Regions from separate parts of the Mus musculus genome. Here regions 1 and 2 are each linked to region 3. Evidence: chromatin contacts called from public HiChIP or PLAC-seq and Micro-C data. All regions are on one chromosome and are shown on one strand. The core of a region is the stretch at or near the end of the contact, and the rest is flanking DNA. Distances in the headings are between cores, read along the strand shown.

What was found. Hi-C and Micro-C count contacts between places; a contact is called where the count stands out from the background. HiChIP or PLAC-seq counts read pairs in DNA pulled down with a chosen protein or histone mark.
Region 1: a contact with region 3 is called in an H3K4me3 HiChIP or PLAC-seq map of embryonic stem cells, with 17 read pairs. The contact joins the enhancer-like site here to the promoter of Hs6st2 in region 3. A contact is called at or near these places in 4 of 39 promoter capture datasets (the 3T3-L1 cell line, neutrophils and pre-B cells), 2 of 484 Hi-C or Micro-C datasets (cerebellar granule neurons and embryonic fibroblasts), 2 of 115 datasets of contacts at active chromatin or transcription factors (embryonic stem cells and neural progenitor cells) and 3 of 9 other capture datasets (adipose tissue, liver and pancreatic islet).
Region 2: a contact with region 3 is called in a Micro-C map of granulosa cells, with 2.3 times the contacts expected there. The contact joins the enhancer-like site here to the promoter of Hs6st2 in region 3. A contact is called at or near these places in 3 of 39 promoter capture datasets (the 3T3-L1 cell line and pre-B cells), 6 of 484 Hi-C or Micro-C datasets (Sertoli cells, cortical neurons, granulosa cells and 3 more), 2 of 115 datasets of contacts at active chromatin or transcription factors (embryonic fibroblasts and embryonic stem cells) and 1 of 9 other capture datasets (adipose tissue).

Annotation. Positions count from the first base shown.
Region 1 is chrX:51,630,148-51,634,460 of GRCm38.p6, forward strand. The region is part of intron 2 of Hs6st2 (heparan sulfate 6-O-sulfotransferase 2); the gene reads right to left. Among named protein-coding and RNA genes, the nearest start is that of Hs6st2, 49 kb to the right of the region's middle. Within about 2 kb of position 1,449, at least 10 of the 459 cell types and tissues checked have an H3K27ac peak or open chromatin away from gene starts, as enhancers often do. A contact at or near this core is called in embryonic fibroblasts, where this site is marked.
Region 2 is chrX:51,712,076-51,716,421 of GRCm38.p6, forward strand. The region is part of intron 1 of Gm35727 (a long non-coding RNA gene); the gene reads left to right. Among named protein-coding and RNA genes, the nearest start is that of Gm35727, 32 kb to the left of the region's middle. Within about 2 kb of position 2,331, at least 14 of the 459 cell types and tissues checked have an H3K27ac peak or open chromatin away from gene starts, as enhancers often do. A contact at or near this core is called in granulosa cells, where this site is marked.
Region 3 is chrX:51,678,961-51,683,204 of GRCm38.p6, forward strand. It overlaps Hs6st2 (heparan sulfate 6-O-sulfotransferase 2), which reads right to left and starts at 2,642. Exons shown (of 5, transcript NM_001077202.2): 1 at 2,215-2,642; 2 at 930-1,448. The coding sequence starts at 2,642. It overlaps Gm35727 (a long non-coding RNA gene), which reads left to right and starts at 2,797. Exons shown (of 3, transcript XR_391681.3): 1 at 2,797-2,917.

The sequences.
Region 1 (4,313 bases), core at 199-2,698, 50 kb before region 3:
AGGGGTCTGCTGCTTCTGTGCATTGGTTGGGTGCAAATAACTGCATCTGACTCTTTCAGCTGCTTGTTGGGTCTTTTGGAGGGCAGTCATGCTAGGTCCCTTTTTGTGAGTGTTCCATAGTAATAGTAATAAATAGTAATAGTAATACTAATAGTAATAGTGTCGGACCTTGGGGCATTATTCTATATCACGTGTATCCTACATGGCTATAAAACATTGACATATAGATGATGCAAAGATCTTCTGTCAGCTTCACCTTAGAGCTGGAATCACTTAATGTCTAGATGGTAATCCTGGAGAAATGCTTCCTTAAAGGGCCATATGGGAGGGAGCATGACGTCTTTGCCATCTGTTCATCCAAGAAGAAAGAGAGAGAGAGAGAGAGAGAGAGGAGAGAGAGGAGAGGAGAGGAGAGGAGAGGAGAGGAGAGGAGAGGAGAGGAGAGGAGAGGAGAGGAGAGGAGAGGAGAGGAGAGGAGAGGAGAGGAGAGGAGAGGAGAGGAGAGGAGAGGAGAGGAGGAAAGGAAGGAAGGTAAGTCTTTCAAATGACTTAGCTCTATTGTTTTGTTTTGTGTTGTTTTCTTGTCTGAGATAGGGTTTATCTGTGTAGCCCTGGAACTCACTTTGATGACCAGGTTGGCCTCGAACGCACAGAGAACCACAGATCCACCTACCTCTGCCTCTTGAGTACTGGGATTAAAGGAGTGGGCCACCACTGCCTGGCCTATGATTTTTGCTCTTTTACATCTTGTAATGAGTGCTGATTGGCCAACTCCTGAAACTCTTTCAAGTCATTTTTCTTATTGTCATGGAATACAGTACACAGGCAACCAAATTATCATGGGCCCCATGTTTGCACATACTTATTTTTGGCCAAGCTGAAAGCTTTTCAAATCTTTCTGCTCCTCTTTTGCTTCTGATTCTCATTGTAACAATAAAGAAAAGCAGCCAGCAAAATTCATGCAATATCCTGAATGCTAGGCTGTCTGTAGTTTTTTCCACCAGATTAAATAGTCCATTACATTTAAACTCAGCTTCTTGAGTCAGCTAAATGGTTCAGTCGGTAGAGTCAGTTGTTATGCAAGCCTAATAATTTGATACAAAGTTGGAAGGAGAGAAGGATCTCGTCAAAGTTGTCTTCCGATCTTCACAAGTGTGCTGTGAAACATACATCTTTCCTACATATCAAGTACATACATGCAAAACCACTCAAAGTAATAATAGTAATAATAACAGTAATCACAAATTAAAAAAAAAAATTAAAAAACACCTCAGCTTCCAACAGAACCCTAGAACATAGACAACGTCTGGAGAATTTCTTTGCCAGAATGTAATACAAATGATTCAATTCCCAATAGGTCTTTGCTGCAATTTGAAACCTCCTGAGCAGTCTTTTCTGTCCACATTCCTATCATTCCTATAAGCATGCTGATCTGTTCAGCTTCCACTAGAAGCATCCATTAGGCTCTGTTTAGAGCACTCTCTCTCTCTCCAGCCTGCCTTTCCAACTTGTCCTAATTCTTCTCACAAAACACTCCTGAACCACACTCAAATAGTTACAGCAATGACCCTGCTTTTCTGACTGCAATTTTCTGTGTTTTATTGCTTCTTTTCGCTGCTATGACAAGATATCAGATATGAATAACTTAAGGGAGGAAGGACGCATTTTTGACTCGTGGTCTCAAAGATTTCAGTCCATATTCAACCTTCTCTGTTGTTTCTGTGGTGAGGAAGGATATCAGTGGTAGAGACATGTGACAGAAGCTGTTGTCTTATCAAACCCAGGACGCAGACAGGAGAGAAACAGAAAGGACCGAGAGCAGTATAGAATTCCTCGGAGCACACCTTACTGACCTACATCCTCTAGTGAGGCCCCATCTCCAGTAGTCTACTACTATAAGCTGGGGACCAAGCATTCAACAATGGGCTTGAAAGGAGATTTACAAATTTAAGTGGTAACAATAACCCACTAATTCTAATTGTTACCTCTGCACAATGAAATACAGTGGCCAGTCCATCAAGCATGATAAGTAAAATGGAATTCTGTACTTTTTTGAAAGTGGATTAATGCTAACTTTGTTTGAAAATGAGTAATGGGTCATCTCAGGTAGAATCCCAGAATATGATTATGGTACATAGCACCATTGCTGAAGGCATCCTAACAAATTTATAGCTGCCTCACTAGAATAATTACAATATGCACAGCTACTGTGAGATAGGAAAGGGACAACCAATACTAGCTTTTTCACCAAATGGTTCTGTTTCAAAACGATATCCACACAAATGGATGAAACTGGACCCTTACTTTATACCATACACAAAATTTAACTTAAAAGATCACACATAAGTATGAGAAGAGTCAAAATTATAGAGATCTTAGAAGGCATAGCTATAAATCTTCATGGCATGCAATAGCTTTGTAGTTATGAAATCAATACAAAAAATAAAAATAAATAAACAGACTACACATTAAGGTGAAAGCCTTTTGGGTTTCAAAGAACACCACCAAGAAAGTGAAAAGATTGAGACTAAGGCTCAGGGATAAGGTTCTTGCATGGCTCACATGTGGCGCCAGGTTCTACCCACAGCAATGCAGGGGGTATAAAAAGAACATTTTTACAAATATTTTGGCTTGTGGACACACATCTAGAATGTATCAAGGATAATTACAACTTATTAGCTGAAAAGGGGTAGCATAATTCTTAAATAGGAAAAGAACTTAAGCAAATATTTCACCCAAAGAAAATCTACAAATGACTAATAATCTGATAAAAAGCTGATTAACGTAAGTAGTCAGCAGAAAAACACATGTTAAAACCTCAGTGATATATCAGTTCATATCTACTAGTGTGGTTATGATGAAAGATAGTTAGTTATAGCAGTACTACCAAGAACTGACAAAGATACAGAGAAATTGAGAACCCATATTTGGTTAATGGGAGTATAAAATGTCCTGATGGTTCCTCAAAGGGTTAAGCATTAAAACTCCATATGACACAGCAACTTACTACAAATAAAACTCTGTGGCTTCACTAGGTCTATACACAAATGTTCAGAGCAGTGTTATGCATGAATCAAACCCAGGAAACAACCCAAATAACCATTAACTACTGAATGGATAAGTCAACTGGCATAACTATAGAATGTCATTCATCCACAATTTTGAAGCACTACAAGATACTCCAACACAGATGAGCCCTGAAACAAGTAATAAAAGATAAGCCAGTAATAGAAGATCATGCATCCTGTGAGTACATTTATGTTAAATGTAGAGAATGCACAAATGGACAGAAAGCCATTTAGTAGTTGCCTAGGGCTTGAAAGAGGAAAGGCTGAGTATGAGCTAAGGAGTATGGGGAGTCTCTGGGGAGTAATACGAATGTTTTAAGACTTACTACAGTTTTTGGATTCACAACCTCATGAATATAGCCTCTAAAATTTAATTATGCCCTTTAAATGTGTAAACTATATTATAGTGTGAATTATGTTTCAAAAGGTTGTACTTTTCAGAAAGAAGAATTAGCAAAGCTTCACATTCCTACAAGCCTATCGAAGAGGAAGGGTTGAATACTATTTGCCTTCCTAAATTACAAGGGTTTCAAAACCAGACCCATAGAAATCCCAAGCAAGCACAGAGCTGCCGTTTTGTGTAGAGACAATGGGTAGTTATGAGGTGATACATTCTAGCTAACATATAAATGTGATTTTCTGCTTGAGGAAATTCTATTCTAATTACGTAAAGTACATTTAAGGCATTATCAAGATGGAGCTACTAAGCTGGGGCTGGAACAGGGTTGTCAAACACAACATAGCCTAACGTATACAGAGCTCTGGTTTCCATCTCCAGCAGGAAGATCAAAACAAACAAACAAACAAGCAAAAAGCCAGAACTACTGCTCAGTTCTCTCAAAACATGGAAATATTAGGATTGTAAGGCCTCGGGGTTTCCCAAAAATAAGTGGAATAGGCTCTTGTTTCCTGAATCCTGGCAGAAAGATGTTTTTCAGCTGTCGACTCTGCACTGATTTGATTCATTTCGGGTGGGTGGCTACACGCTGGTGCATTTACCACAGCTGTGGTGAAATTAGCACTGTGAGACTACGTGGTAGGTCTCAAGGCAAAGAAACAGTAGAATGCCTTAATTAATGACCACTGATTTGAACTTAAAAAAAAAGAAGTAAAGCAAAAAAGAAATTGGTTAAATAAATTTATGAAAATAGAATGCTTTCTGGGGCCGAAGGAAGGTAGGGGGAGTGGCACATGTTATGAAGTCATCCTTCAAACCATAACAAATCAAAAAGCTGTGGTTTAATA
Region 2 (4,346 bases), core at 1,081-3,580, 33 kb after region 3:
CTTGGTGATCCATATCTTTGACCCCAATTACTCATCAGGCTGAGGAAAGACAACCACTGGGGAGTCAAGTGCAGACTCAAGTACATCATTGAGGCTGAAGCCAGCCTCAATGATGTACATAGCAAGAACTTGGTTTTTGTTTTTCTTTCTTTAGTACTTTTTTTTTTTTTTTTACAGTCAGTCGTTATCCCCCTCCCGGTCTGCCCTCCCACAGTTCTTCATCCCATTCCTCCTCCCCGCTGTCTCTGAGAGGATGTCTCCACCCCATCCCATTGCTTGTTTTCTTTTCTTTTTCTTTTTTTCTTTTTTTTTTTGGTTTTGTTTGTTTGTTTGTTTGTTTGTTTGTTTTGAGACAGGGTTTCTCTGTGTAGCCCTGGCTGTCCTGAAACTTACTCTGTAGACCAAGCTGGCCTCGAACTCAGAAATCCACCTGCTTCTGTCTCCCAAGTGCTGGGATTAAAGGCATGCACCACCACTGCCAGGCAGACCATTGCTTGTTTTCAAAAAATGCAAAACAAACCCCCACTATTCAAAAATAAAGAGTTAAATAAGAAAATGGTAGTTTTTTTCTTTTCTTTTTTGTTTTGTTTTGTTTTGTTTTGTTTTGTTTTTAAAGACAGGGTCTCTTTATGCAGTCCTGGCTGTCCTAGGACTTACAATGTAAAACAGGCTGTCCTCAAAATTGAAGAGATCTTCCTGAACCTGCCAACTGAATGGTAAGATTAAAAGCATATACCACCATGTTCAGAAATAATTGGTAGGCTTTTTTATTTAATTATACAGTCATTAAAATAGTGTCTTCTATATGTGAAGAGGGAGTTGTGCCCATGAAACTTAACAATATAGTTATTTAAACAAAATAAAGCATTTTAATGGTATATGGGAATGCAGCATTTTTCAGTGCATAAGTTTAATCAAAATATGCATACACACTGTGATCCCAATTTTGCTCAAAGAAAAATGTGAGCATGTGCAAAGATATGATAAAAAGAAATATGTCACTGAGTATAGGCTTTTCAGTTTTGAGTAGGCCTTTCCCAGCCTTGAACAGGCTGAGCAATTTTCCCAGCCTTGAGCAGGCTAAGCAGACCTTGAACATTCGCCATGACAGGTCTTATCAACCTGGACAGAGAGACATCTGTCTTGGCTGCAGTTTCAGGTTCCCATGGGAACTTTGATGTTTTTGGCTGCCTGAGCTGACCTTGCTGCTACAACATACTCCATCTGAAGAAGGGGATGGGTTTTGTGGGGTTTTTTTCCCTTTATATACCCAAAGCTATTATTAAACTTTGAGCCTTGATTAGAACTTTTGTCTTGGCTTCATCCTTCTCTCACCCCCTTACCCTATTTCCAGCCTCCCTTTCAGGTAAACCCAGTTTGCCCAGGGCTGCTGGATGGCTACAACTGGGGGACATGATGGTGCACTTCTGTAATCTCAGCATAGGGAGGATTGAGGTCAGAGGAACAGGAGTTCAAGTCTTTCCTTAGCTACATAGCCAGTTTGAAGCCAGCCTGGACTACATAATCTCTTGTCTCAAAAAACCAAACACTATTATACCCATAAAATTATGCAATTTGCAACCCTTATTAGAACAGCTTCTCTGGGCAGAAATCATGATTAACACAGAGAGCCAAAACTGGTCAAGGTGCAGAGAATGGGAGACTGTGGAATGGCCAGTCCTAACTGGGACATCTGTTTCACGTCCCTTCCTCCTGAGGCTCAGGCTTCATGGTGGAAGAGTAAACAGAAAGATTGTAAGAGCCAAAGGTGGTGGATGACCACAACAGCTGCACATATGAACTCACAGCAATTGTGATGTCATGCACAAGACCTGTACAATTCTTATCAAATCCCAGCAAGGAGATGGGAGTTGAGAATATAGTCCTACTCATAACCAAGAAGTGATTTATTGCCAATTGTTAGCTACTGGGAGAGAGACAGCCACTTTCCCTTAAGAGCATAGCCCCTGTTGAATCGATTATTAACAGGCAACCTAGTGATGTGGGTGGCTTATTGCCAAATAGTAAGCAGAAAATCTTGAGGGTCGCACCAGAACCTGCTCCTTCCTTTTCTTTTTGCTTCTCTCCTAGCAACTCATTCCTTTTGGGGTTGCAGATCACTGCAGTAACAACAGCTGCACTTAAGGCTTTATCGTGTTTGCAGCTCTTCCTTATTTCTGTTCTGATAACCACACAGATAACTCTTGCCCAAGCATTTGTCACAAATCTTACTCAAAGTTTCCATTTGAAGGCTAACTAGTTGGCTGGCTGGGTTATCGGAAGCAGGCTCTTTGTGTGGGTTTGCAACGAATTCCCAAACAGAATGATTTCATTGCCAGTGCTGCTTTATTAAAGCAAGCAAGGAAAGGGGGAGGGAGTATGTTTAGTGTAAATGCAGGCATTTCCTTTGAAGAGCATATGCTGTGCTTCTTATCTAGAAACAGGGCTGGCGAGATAGATGACTTATAGGGTAAAGATGTCGGCTATGCAGGCCTGGTGGCCTGAATTCCATCCCTGGAATGTGTGGAAATGTGTAAGCAATGAACTATTCCATGGAGTTCGCCTCTGATCTCCACATGTGCACAGTGGCACCCATGAGAGTAAGCATGAAGACAAACGTGCATCTGTGCATGCATATACACATACACAGACAAATACTGAGTCATAAAATATGTACTAACTACCTTTCTCAAAGATAAGTAAAACAACTAGAAAAGCACATTCAGGGGAGGGGCTAGTAGGGTCCATCTTTTCACCCTGGTTAATGATGGGGGTTGATTATGTACAAAGCTGGGTGAATAAGGAAAAACTTATCTACATTATGATTTTATAGTTTGAGTCTACTTAACTGTGAAATTTCAGAGCACAGACTGGATGGATTATGATATGGTATTAAAGCAGCACTTTATACACAGTAAATGGTAGCAAATCTATCCTTGAAGAAAAGCATGCCCTCCAGTATAGGCTGCCACAGGTCAGATTTGGCACATGGGTCAGGTGAGAGGACCCAAGTGTGTTATGGGTCCAAATGAGACAAAGTTCTTGATAATGTCTACTCTTAAAACCCAGATTGGAAGTCAGGCAGATTGAGAGTGCATGCATACTAAAAATATGAAAGTATCTGTCTGAGGTACAATTCAGATCCTTAAAATCTAGGATTAATATCCAAATAACAGCAACAAATCATTCCGAGCTGTGAGTGGGGGCATCTCTTACTTATGCCCTGCACGTTCAAGCATCTGTTATAAATTATTCCTCAAAATGCTTTGAATAAGTAAGGTGAATCGAGTAGTGTAAAGCTGTATTAAAGTGATGTAGTTGGAGGCATTTTTGCAGTCAGAAGTTCATTTATTCAGTGCTTACCACCCACTTCTTTATGGAAAGATCAAATGGCCAAGGGACTCGACTTAGAGGCCCTTGACATAAAAAAAAAAAATCCTATCTACTAATTCTGTTGAAATTACAAAGAAAGGGGAAGAAAAAAAATCCTTTTATTTAAAATAAATTGGCTATGTCTTTTCCCATTCAAGATCTTCAACATATATAGTCAAGCACTTCAGAGTAAGAGGATAATTGAGATTAATGGGGAAAGGTGAGCAGAGAAGAAGATGACAGGACCATTTAGGTTTCAAAAATGTCTGAAGGGTAAAAAAGAAAGAGAAGGTGACAGCCAGTGTTCAGTCTAGAGGGGCTGAGGATGTTTTCAGGTTGGTAGAGTGTAGAGTGCTTTGATTGCTTTCAACATTATTGATGACTTAGCTTTGGAAAGCACTGACTTGTCAGGTTATGAAGAGCAGAGGCTGTGAAATCACTAACTTGGGTTATGAAGAAGAGAGACTGGCACTTTCTTGAAATCTAGCTCCTTGAAGCCATCCTTTCATGGGTGTAGGTAAATAGATTACAGAATGTCAGGAAAATAGAAAACTTAAGATTTAGTCAAATCTATATCTCAAGTTATTGAAAAATGTTGAAGCAATTATTAAATGAAAGCACAAGCTTTAGAAAAGCTAAGACAGACTCCATTTTTGTAGCTCTTGGGATACTGTCTAAGGTCTCACATATGACACCATAGAGCTTTGATACTCAGCAACACGTCTAGCCCAGATCCCATAATAATAAGGAGTTAAAAATATTCTCTTAAAAATACAGTATCTTGCCGGGCAGTGGTGGCACATGCCTTTAATCTCAGCACTTGGGAGGCAGAGGCAGGCAGATTTCTGAGTTCGAGGCCAGCCTGGTCTACAAAGTGGGTTCCAGGACAGCCAGGGCTACACAGAGAAACCCTGTCTCGAAAAACCAAACCAAACCAAACCAAACCAAACCAAACCAAACCAAAACAAAACAAA
Region 3 (4,244 bases), core at 1,392-3,891:
TTTTTTCTATTTCATTCATTCCCTGTTGGCAAGAACCTGAGCTGACCATGGATGCTGAGGCTCCTGGATTTCTGAGCCTCAGAACAAGCTCCTAGCACTCCTATGACTCCTGAGCCCTATGCAGGGTCCAGAGCTACTTTCCTGGTCACCGAGCAGGCCAAGTGCGTCCTTATATTCGAAAAGTATGATGGACACTTCAAGTGTGGGCAACGGTAAGGGGCACAAGATGAGAGCCAGGAGCTCTCCCTGAGCGTCCCCAAACAGTGGCAGAATGACATCTGCTCTCCAGAGAAAAGTGGGGCCTGGAGGTAGGGAGGTGATAGAAGTCAGGGAAAGAAGAAAGAGAAAGGTGAGAAAGAGAGAGAGAAGAAAAGGGGAAAGGGGAACAGCAGATAGAAAGAGAAAGACCAGGAAAAAGGAAGGAAGAAGTAACCAACAGCAGACAAGATGGGCAGAGAATTTCCCACTAGAGAAAGCCAGAAACTAAAAGGGAGGGGAGGGGGAATGCTGGACGGGAATGGAAGGAGAACAAGCCTGGTCTTTGGGACCAGGTGCAGAAGGGAGGAGAGGATAAGGAGGATGGGCCTGAGAATCTGCATGCAGAGCACGGTTCTTTAGGACTTTCTAGTGCTCAGAGTGTAGTGTCCAGTCCTTGCGGCTGCTGGGCGACTTTCCAGGCAGCCAGGCCGCTTTCCCCACACTCACTCAGCAAGCAGGCTAACCTTCTGATGGGCAGACCGGCTGTCCTGGGCTGCAGCCCAGATGCTTCCTGACAGAGCAACTAAGATAGGCTCTAGTGTCTACCCAGCAGGGACTGGGCGCCAAGGTGTACACGGGGACCCACAGCAACTACAGAAACAGCCTTTCCCGCCCCTGGTTCACTGTGGCCCAGGTCCGTGACCACCCTTAAGGGACTCACTGAGACTCACCTGGAAGGTCTCAGCCTGGCGTCGCGCTTGCCATCCACCACCGCCGGCACGCAGCTGGTGAGCTCGGTCCAGTCGGCATGCAGCCCGCAGCTCCAGCCGGTGGAGAACCTGGAGAAGAGCCAGGTCTCCCTCTTACCCGGCCGGTGGCAAGTGCATTTCTTCTGCCCCACGCGGCACTCACATGGCTGCTCCAGCTGGATGTTGCGCACCAGGTGACGGCCAAAAGTGGTGCCCCCAGTCTTCTGGATGTGCAGGAACACGATCAGGTCATCGCCCTTGATGTCGAAGTCTACCTTGCGCAGGAGATCGCCGCGGCTGAAATTGTAGCGGGGTACAAACCTGGCCGAACTCTCATCCTCCGAGCGGTACGGATCCGGCACCGGGGAGCTGAACGCCTGCAGGCGGAGGAGCTGGCATTCTGTGCCGGGGCACACGTATTGGAGGACGATCACCGCAAATAGGAAGAGCATCACCAAAGCCAGCAGCAGCTTGTTAGATTTCTCATCCATGTTCCCGACGCTGGGGGAAACCCAAGCTCGTTACGTCAATCCCGCAGCTTGGCCCGTGCTCGCCTCGCTCCCGCACCGCCCCCTCCCCGTGGCGCCACCGTTGCGCCCCTTTCCCCTCCCGTCCGTACCGAGTACTCCACCACGGCGGCGGCGGCGCCCTTCCCCGCTTCCTTCCTTCCCGGCAGGCTCAGCGCTGTGGCTTCTGCCGCACACCCCCCCTCACCCCGACTCCATCCCGCTGGCCGTTGGCCCCCTCCCCCGCGGAAAAACCCCGACCCACTCCGCGGCCGCAGGATCCCTCCGGTCCTGGTCTCTCTACTCCCTAACTCACGCCACCCCTCTTCAGGCGCTGGGTGCTTCCCGCTCTCCTCTCTCGAGCTCCCATCCCCATCCCGTTGGCCCGCGGGACTCTCTGGGGCCCCGGACCCCATTTCCCTCCTTGTGCGCGAGCTGCTGACCCTAAACCCGGGCTCCCTTGGCGCGCGTCCCGTTGCTCACCGGGTGGCCTCTAGAAGTGAGCTGGGGCTTCGGGGTTCCCCAGGGGGAGAAGGAAGGAGCCCGCGGGCTGCCTGACTTTGCAAGCAGAGGCAGCGCAGCCCTTTCCCGCGGAACAGCGGTCAGTTGCGCGCTCAACCCGTCTCGAGTCCCCCAGCCCCGCCACCACCGGCACCCTGGAACTTTGAGCCTTGCCCTCGCTCCCAACTGCCTTCCCTCCTCCCGCCGCCCGGGCTCACCCTGGACCCGGAGCGAAAGCCCCACGTTCGCTCACCACGTACCTGGCCAAGGGACCGAAAATCTTGGAGAAGATCGCACTGAGCACGTGCTTGAGCGAGTGGCCCACGGCTGCCAGGCCCCGAGTGAGCAGGGCCCGGCAGAGGGAGCCCAGGTCCCAGCGTCGCCTGAGGTCGTGCATCCGCCTGCGGCGGCCTCGAGGCAGCAGCGCGAAGAGCGGGGCGCGCAAGGCTCCCGCCAAGGAAGAAAATGCCTTTGGGGGCTTGTCCTGGAGCGGCGGGGAGTTGAATCCGAGAGACACACCCCTAGGAGGGCCGGCGCGGACTGAGGCGGCAACAGACCCGGGCCGGCTTGCTGCCAATTCGGCCTCTACTCTGGAATGCCGGCGGGGACAGGTGGTGCGGGCGGGCGCTCCTTGCTCCGGTTGCAGTGGCGGCCCGAGCGCCCGGGCTGCAAACGCAGGCAGTGCCATTCCCCCCTTCAGGCAACTCAGGGTACTAAGGATCAGGAGCGAGCCTGAATTTATATAATAATGCCTCGCGCCCAAGAGCCCCAGCCACTTCACAAGCAAAAGACCTGGGTTTTCTCCTGTGTTGGAGAACGGAGGTCACTCCAGAGAGCGCATCACTCCACTTTGGCTCATAATTTCAGCCTCCCTTAAAATAGCAAAGGCGCAAATTGGACCCTTTCCCTCTCTCTTTGCCAATTTCCATTCTGCAACGGAAGAGGGGGGTATTTTCTGAAAAGGTAAGTCAGCATGGCAATAAAGCATGACTAAAAAACCTTACACGGGGGATTTTTGAGCATTTTCAAAGCACTCTCACTCTAATTCCTGTCCCCTTATGAATCTCATGCACCAAGCCCACCGCCCTCAGAAAGATTTCACTCACTCACTACCGTTGATTGAATGGATGGATGTCTAACTACACACCACATCAGAGTCAGACCATCTTGCTCAAGGTGTTGTGGCATATGAAGAATCTGAAGCCCAGAGAGAATTAGATATGCACCCAAGGTCACACAGCACAGAACCGGGATTTATTCTCAGAAAACCAAGCACGATCCAACCTTTTAGTTTTTTCATAATTAGAACATGTCTCTAAATAAATATGTATGGGTTTATTATCAAGCCCAGTTGTCCAAGGGCTCTTTTCATCTGGGAAAACAGGGCTGCAGAGATTTAAGAAGGGATATTCCTTCAGAACAAGGCCCCTGGCAAGCTGGGTCGCAGACATTTCCTAGCTAATGAATGGGGGAATGTGCAGTGCATGAAGACACTGGAGTTTCCATTACTGAACATGCACTCCCAGCCTAACTGATGCACAAGATGTGTGGGTTAGCAGCAATGTTTCAAAGTAGTAGCACCGGTGGTGGTGGCCACTGGAAAAGGATGCTGTAAGCTGAGTGCTAGCTAGTATAGGGGTGTTTCTCTCCAGAACATTATCTCCCTTGCACAGTGGAGCAGCATGCAAAGCCTGATTCAGGAGCCCTTGGGATTATTCCACTTGCTTACAGAAACTATGGCAAAATAATTTGCCCTTCCTGAGGCTCAATTTCCTCTTCTGTCACATAAGACTAATAGTAATGCCTCCATTTTAACCAATTAGGCTAGTGTGAGGATAAAATGTAGAAACCTTTAGGCAACTCAAAATACTAGGTGATGTTTATCTGCAATGCTTCTTGCCTAGGTGTACCAAATGAGTGTGAGGCTAGTTAAAGAAGGGTTCTTGTCAGGCCATTTTTTTTTAACTGTCACCTAGCCCTTCTACTCAGAATCCCCAGTCCTAGCTGTACTTACCCATGCCCCAGGGAATCTACAGGGACACTAAAGGATTCTTTGTCTAGCTGCTGCAGGTGTCAATACTAGGTGTCAACACAATCTTTTGGAAATACTCCATTCATGGCATCCCTGCATCTCTGGCCCTGATCTCTAGGAGCAAAGTTGTACAAAGGAACTGGATGCTGCAGTACACAAAATAGACCTTGGCTCCCCAGAAAGCTCCCCTGAGTCTGTGGAATAGGCCCTACTCCCCGCTGGGGGCAGGTAAGGATGTAAGCCCTGAAGCAACAGGGA